2 separate regions of the Mus musculus genome follow, and region 2 is linked to region 1. Evidence: chromatin contacts called from public promoter capture Hi-C data. All regions are on one chromosome and are shown on one strand. The core of a region is the stretch at or near the end of the contact, and the rest is flanking DNA. Distances in the headings are between cores, read along the strand shown.

What was found. Promoter capture Hi-C pulls out the DNA fragments that hold promoters and counts their contacts.
Region 2: a contact with region 1 is called in a promoter capture Hi-C map of liver, with 4 times the contacts expected there. The contact joins the promoter of Peli2 here to the promoter of Psmc6 in region 1. A contact is called at or near these places in 2 of 39 promoter capture datasets (both in liver).

What each region holds. Positions count from the first base shown.
Region 1 is chr14:45,328,082-45,331,809 of GRCm38.p6, reverse strand. It overlaps Psmc6 (proteasome (prosome, macropain) 26S subunit, ATPase, 6), which reads right to left and starts at 1,986. Exons shown (of 14, transcript NM_025959.3): 1 at 1,878-1,986; 2 at 901-980; 3 at 784-823. The coding sequence starts at 1,962.
Region 2 is chr14:48,119,091-48,122,818 of GRCm38.p6, reverse strand. Peli2 (pellino 2) reads right to left here and starts at 1,950. Exons shown (of 6, transcript NM_033602.2): 1 at 1,586-1,950. The coding sequence starts at 1,662.

The sequences.
Region 1 (3,728 bases), core at 737-3,236:
ATTTAGCTTATGTAAACAAAGACCAACTCCTTGTATTGTTGTCATTAGAATACTAGGCACTTCATGGCTATCCTGATGGGTTATTAAATAAAGGCACTTACTCCCAAGCTCATTGATCTTACTCAGGCCAATCTCTGGGTCCCATCTTACATGGCAGAAGCAGAAAAGCAACTCCCACAGTAGTCCTTTGATGCATGCACACACACATGCATACACATATACACATGAGTGCAGGGGACACAGACATAGAGACAGACACACATACATAAATAGATGAATTAAGAATTAGAAGGGCTGGAGAGATGGCTCAGCGGTTAAGAGCACTGACTGCTCTTCCTGAAGGTCTTGAGTTCAAATCCCAGAACCCACATGGTGGCTCACAACCATCTGTAATGAGATCTGACTCCCTTCTCTGTTCCTCTGTTCGCTGTCTGAAGACAGCTAAGTGTACTTACAAAGAACAATACATCTTTAGAGTGTGTGTGTGTATGTATGTATATACACACACACACACACACACATATATATGTATATATGTATGTGTATATGTATATATATGAATGAATTAAAACAGCCTTCCATAATGTCACACATGCCTAAAATTCCAGCACTGGAAAGCAAAAGGCTTGTGAGTTCAAGGCCAGTCTAGTCTACATAGGAAGCTGCATCCAGAGCTACATAGAAGTACCTGGCCTCAAAAATCAAAATAAAATGGGCATTTCAAAAGCTGGCAAAGAACTGGGGCTTTTTATTTTTTAATAATTAGTAAGTTAATCCACTTACATTTTTCTTCTGTTAACTGTTTTAGCACTTCACCTACAATCTGGAAAAGAAAAAAGGGGCATTACCTTTTGCCAATAGCTTAGAAATGGCAACATACTTTCAAACTTTATCACCTACCTGTCCAACACTTTGTAGTGCCTTCAAATCATTTTCAGACTTTTCATACTGCTTGGTAAGTTCTTTTAATTGTTCCCTTACTGAAATAATAAAATTTTGACATTTTAAATTAAACAACTGCATAAAATTTTTTACTTAGGTCTCTTTTACCTTAGGTTTCAAACCTACTGTTTCAAACCACAAAATAAGATTTTTTTTTCCAGTTTGTAGTGGATAGGTGGCATGTTTTAAAATGAAATGTAACAGAGAAAGTATCATATCTATTTTCTTGGTAGGAAATATTTTTAAGTTACATTTTTAACCGATAGTGACATCCTGCCACCTTCAGATTTGCTACAAAACTAAACGATAAGGTGAATCAAGCCTCCCATAGCTACACTAAGATCACCTGGCTTACTCTGGTTGTCCATACTAAATTAAGTCAACCAACGCAATTCTTCACCGAATCCTAGGCTGCGGTATTCTCTCATTTAATTAAATCACGCAGGGTTTTCAAAACGTGAATGTTCAGGGTATACAGAAAACTTGGTACTCAGTATGACGCCTGAGGGAAGACGAGAAAGGCTATTACAACCACTGAGCCCCCTTCTACCCCAAGTACAAGCCGCCTCCGTGAGTCCCGCGTCCGGCTGGAGCTTCTTTGACTCAAGCGTCCTCCCATCCCCGGGTCCCGAGACTCCAAGCCTGCCTTCCTGCACCCGGAATATGTCCCCAGCCCACTTGTACCTCACTCCTCTAATCTTCCCCTCTTCCACCTCAGAACTGTGGCTGTTCTCTATGCCACCGGACTGGGACTGGGGCCATACCCACGGCCGAGGCGGTGCTGCACCCCAGCGCGGGGCGGGATGACAAAGCGCCTCGTCCCTGGACTCGGGCCTTCCCAAGCCAGGCGCTGTTTTCGGGCTCAGCCGAAGCCTCCGCTCTATCAGAGACCGAAGCCGGTCCAGGCACTAGAGAGTGTGTCAAGGCTCACTCACGCTCCTTAAGACGGCCGTCAATCTCCTTGTGCTCTAGCAGCTTCTTGCGATAGTCCTGAAGCGCCTTATCTCTAGGGTCCGCCATGATGAGAAGCCGTCGCTCATAGGGGATGCCGGGAAGGGCCATGGCAGCCCGGGCGGGGGAGGGGGCGGGGCGAGGGCGCAGAGGCGGCCTGGGGCGGGACCGTGACTGGCTCCGCCCCTTCCGGCTGGCCCGCCTCTGGCTCCGGGCGCCGAAGTCAGTCACCTAGAGCGGCAGAAAGCCTCGAAAGCGCAGAAGATCGTCTCCGGTCACACTGTCCCCTGCAGGCCAGAGTGAGCAATGCCTGACTTAGCTACTGGCTGGCTCAATATTAAGTCACTGCTTTCTTAGAACGCCAAAGGATCTGTAATAAACTGAAAAGCAAGAGGAAATGACAAGATTTTTTTTTTTTTGAGACAGTGTCTTGTAATCCACACTGCCTTAGCACTCATTCTGCAGCGCTGGGCTTGAACTCTGGTCCTCCCCCCCCCCACCACCGGCTTCCTAGTGGAATTACAGGCAAACTCGAACATTCAGTATGTGCTGTGTGGAAATCGAATTCAGAGTCTCCGGCATGCTAAGCAAGAGCTTTCCCAACTGAGTCACATTTTCAAATTCAGCCTTTTTCTTTCCCAAATTATTTATTTTTATTTATGTGTTTATGTGTGTGCCTTAGTGTATACCTTAGGAGGGCAAGTGCTCACAGAAGCCAGTAGAGGGCATCGGATTTCTTGGCTCTGGAGTTACAAGCAGCTATGATTTAAAAAAAAAAATCTTATTTATTTTATGCATATAAATATCTTGCCTGCATGTATGTGTGTGCAGCACGTGTGTGCCTGGTGCTGGAGGAGGTCAGAAAAAACCACATGATTCCCCTGAAACTGGAATTATAGACGGTTGTGAGCCTCTATGTGGATACTGGGAACCGAACCCAGATCCTCTCCAAGAGCAACAAGTACGAATACCCTTTGAGCTATCTCTCTAGGCTCAGTGACTGTGTTCTTTTAAATTATTATTGACAGGCTGGGAGTGTACCTTTGGTAGAGTATTTGCCTAGCACACAGAAGCCCTGAGTTTATTAACCCCCAGCACCCTAAAACTGAATGAATGCACTCCACAAACACACAGAGATCTTTAGGAAGAGCCGGAAGCTCACATAACCAGTAAACCACTTTCCAGCCCAAAGATGCAGCCTTTTGATATCAATTGCATGAGCATAAGTAGGAAATTTTCAGTTACCCAATAAAGCACTGACCTGCTTGTAATCAGAATATTAGAAAATATTCTAACATGTAATAAGGAAATTAGAAATGATTTGAATAGGGGCCAGAGAGATGGTTCAGTGGGCAAAGGCGCGCTTGTCATGGAAGCCAGGTGACCTGAATTGGATTCATGGGACCCACTCAAAGTTGGCATGAGGTCCACATGCACAGATGCATAAATGATAATAAATCATAAAAATACCTTAATGTAGTAAATGCTACAATTGAAATAAAAGGATATTGTGGGATAAGGAGGAGAATAAATTTTGAACATGTCTGAGAGCAGAAGGGGCCCCATTATGCCACCACGTGGAGAGCCTTCTGAAGAGATTAAACAGCAAGTGCATGATTCTAAGGTAGCAAAGAGTTTGTCTCACTTCTATCAGAGAAAGGAGGCCAGCAGAACTGGAAGGAAATGGGCTAGAGATGTAGAACACAAGATAAAGTTTCTGCAGCGACCAAGGTAGGAACTTTGAAGTCTGCTAGGACTATCTCAGATCTCTGTGGTGGAGGGGTGGTGATATCTTGATGTCTTCATAAAATCAGCATAATTGTACATATGTAAAA
Region 2 (3,728 bases), core at 701-3,200, 2.8 Mb before region 1:
AAACAGTGTTGCCATGTGGTAGCACAGGTAACTGCCCTGCCTGCCTCCAGCTACTAGGTTAGAAACACTAAGCCATCATGGATCCAGGAAAAGCTTTAGTGAAGGATGAAGCAGGTGCTACAGGCAACGGTGTTTACAGAGACACTAAATTACAACTGTCCAGGGTGTAAATTCTTTTCCTGGCTTTGGAGTGTCCTAAACTTTTAGCTATGAACACAAACCTCTCCGGGTTTATTCCACACTGCTCCGAAACGTCTCAACAGATTGCCTCAAAAGGAAATAATGAAATGGCTCTGGCGTAAGTTAATCTTCTTTGTCAAATTCACAGTGTTAAGCATACTCTGAAGCCAGCCACATAAACAAAACCAAACTCCACAAAATTAGGCTGAGCTGAAGTTACATAAGACAGACTAAACTGTGGCTTCCCCCCACCCACCTCCCCACCCCTCCTCTTCCCAGCGAACTCTGACATCTGTCTCTTAAGTGCATGCAATTCCCATGCAGGTGCGGAAGGCGCTCATCTGCTGAGCTTCCAAATAAGCAGTGATCTTTCCAGTACTACCTTCCCCCCCCCACACACACACACAGAAAGGCTTGCAACAAACTGAAGGCTAGGAAACTTTAGATGAGTCTTTAAAAAAAAATTAAGTCGGCACTTACTTCAAGGTAGTAATCAAAACACGTTTCTCAAAGTTCCCAGAGCCTCTGCTTAGGGGTGAGGAGGGGGGCTTCCTCGCGTGCCTCTAAGCCCACCCATCAACACCCGCGTGGGTCTGAATACAGATCTTTCAACAGAGGACAAAAGCGCGGGTTCCCTGGAGCGGCACATCCAAAGGGAAACCAATCCTTTCCCTGCAGCACTACCCAAGTTGCTCCAGCTCCAAGAGTTTCCTGCACTTTCCACCTCCCCCCACCCACACCCTTTTCATTGCCCACTTTACCCTGCTTTAATCCTGCGAAGCCTCCCTCCTGGTTTATTAAGGGTAAACAATAGAAAATGTCACACGGAAACTCAGGAAGTAGATGAAGTCTCTAATTGCTGCCGTTTTAACGATTGTAGATAATTACTATCTTCAAAATGTGATTTTCACCAGCGGAGTGGGAGCCGAGGAGGGCAGGGTGGCGAGCTCCCCGCCGCTGGCAGGGCATCGGCAAGGCCGGGGCCCGAGGGGTGCAGGAGCCCGAGGGGTAAGGAGATCAAGGGGTGCGGAGACTCGAGAATGGAAACCCGGGAGATCCGGGAACCGTTGTTGAGAGGACCCGGGAAAACCAGGACCCGGTCCAGGCCCTCGGCCGAGCTCACTCCCGGCGCAAAAAGCGGAGGCCAACCAGCGGCCCGGGTCACAGACTGGAACAATGCGTAACCCCCGCGGACTGGGCTCTGGGCTCGGAGACAGGGCTCCGCGTTCGCGGTCGTCGGGAAAGAGAAGTCCCCAGTAGCCACTGGCTCCGGGCTTCACCGAGCGACCCCGCGTGGTGCAGGAGCGCCCTCCGGGCCGCGGCAACGAGCACCCCGGGGACCCGGGCCCTCAGGAGCGCATCCCTCTCCCTCCGCGACGCCCCGCCGCCCGCGTCCCCAACTCACCCCAGGACCACCAGCTCCCCGTATTTCACCGGCTCCTTGTTGGGGGCGCTGGGTTCCTCCTGGCCCGGGGAAAACATGGAGCCGCGCTCGGCCGCCGCCGCTGCCGCCTCCGCCGCGATCCCCGCCGAGTCCGCGCCGCCACTACACTCCCATCCCGAAAACGGGGTGAGCGCGCCGGGGAACGGCACGGCGGCGAACGGGGCGCTGGGCGGCCAGTCCCGCGGCTGCTCCGTCGTGGCTGTGCGCGTCGCCCGCCGGCTTCCCCGGAGCTATCCGTACGTTGGCCGCTACGAGCGGGACCCGGCACGGAAAGCGAGCGGCGACCAGAGCCCCGCGGGAGGAGGAGCGCGCGCCGCCGGGGGGCTGAGCGGGCTGGGCAGGTGGGACGGCCGCGCCGCCGCCCGCGTCTCCGCGCTCCCGCGGCCCCCGCCCGCCCGCCCGCCAGCCCCCGCGGCCCGCGAGCGCCCCGTGTTATGTAAACATAGAGTAAAGGGGAAGGCAAGCCCTTAAAGGGGCAGCTCTGTTTTTCTCCTCTCTTCCTCCGAAAAGTTGGAGCGTGGGGGTCTTCGTCCTCAGCCCGGGGATCCGGACCCCGCTTGCGTGAAAGCCAAGCATACTGCCCACCCCCCACCTCCGAGCTCACCATGCTGAGCGCACTGATCTGGGGGTGTCTGCTTTCAAAGCCAAGCCCTTGAGAGGGGGGCTTAAAAAGAGAAAGAATCTGCCCATGGGGGGGGCGCTAATTGAAGGGCTCCCCACCATTTCATGTATCAAGAGAAAGGAGAAAGAACGTGGGGGGGGGGTGAGAAAAGAGAGAGAGAGATGGAGGGAGGAGAGGGAAAGGGGAAAAAGAAAAGTTAAAAGTTACTTTTAATCCCTTATTCACATCTCTGTCCCTTCTTTCAACCCCCTGGGGAATTTAAAAGGAAATTACCTAGGTGGATTTTTTTTTTTTAAATGAAGACAAATGTTCCTTTATTTCCATGGATTAATCAAGGCACTGTTTGTATTTTATGCTTTCTTATGGTGCTGTGTCTTTAAAATATTGTAGGCTGTGATAGTTTTACTGACTGCTGTTTTTCATCATAGAGGAATTTATTATTCTAGCATTTATTAAGCCCTTGCAACATGCTAGAGACGCTACATATTATTGCCTGTCACTGCCTTTCCAGACTGTTAAATATTTAAAGAAATAAATACTGCAAAAGCTACCCAATGTATAAACATCGAGAGTGTGTGTGTGTGTGTGCCCGCGCGCGCGCGCGCGCGCACACACACACACACACACACACACACACACACACACATACACACACGTTTAGGCTATGACTCTAAGTAAGGAGTTAAAAAAGAAATAATTGCATGAGTAACCTTCCATTCTACTGCTCAGCGCCGTGCATGTATCGCTCTCTGACAGGCTATTACTGTAGTGACATGATGCTTTCTGTAATTTTACTTCAGTTAGTAACTGGCTTTTCTTCTTTTAATTGAGGCTTTGGAGATAAATTACTCCAGAATAACAAAAGCCACACTATTGATGAGCCAAAAATAAACTTTATTAGACGATTACCTTATTTCCGCTAATTACAGAAAGTCTATTCTTAGACTAAAGACAACTAGCTATCCGGCTTATTGTACAAATCCTCTGTACTTTTCTCTGTTATGAAAATGTAAAGGTTTAACCAGCAGCCCTTTTTTAGAGAGTTGAGCTCTTTCTCTTCATATGGTGTTGGTAGATTTCTGTATGACGGAGTGTAGTTTTCCTTACTCCCTAGTCCCACTTACTATATCCACTATGCGACTGTCAACAACCCTTTGAATCCCGTCACAGTTACCCATCTCCCTTAATTATAGTACCTCGCTCTGGCATGCGAACTTCCCCCAGTCTGCTCTATTGCTGCTACTGATCTCTAGGCTACAATTACCCCCTTCTCTCCTGGCATGCTGTGCTTTTGTGCTTGCATTACACTGTTCTGGCTCCATTTCTTCCTTGCTGCGCTCTGCATCTGCTGTTAGGGGGATGGAAACAAATATTTATTAACCTCCTTCTAAGTTCCAAACACTAGACTGGGTGCTTCCCATAAGCTGTCCCAGGCTTTGGCAGAGACACTCCATTGCTGGTCAGCTGGTCCAGACACCTCTG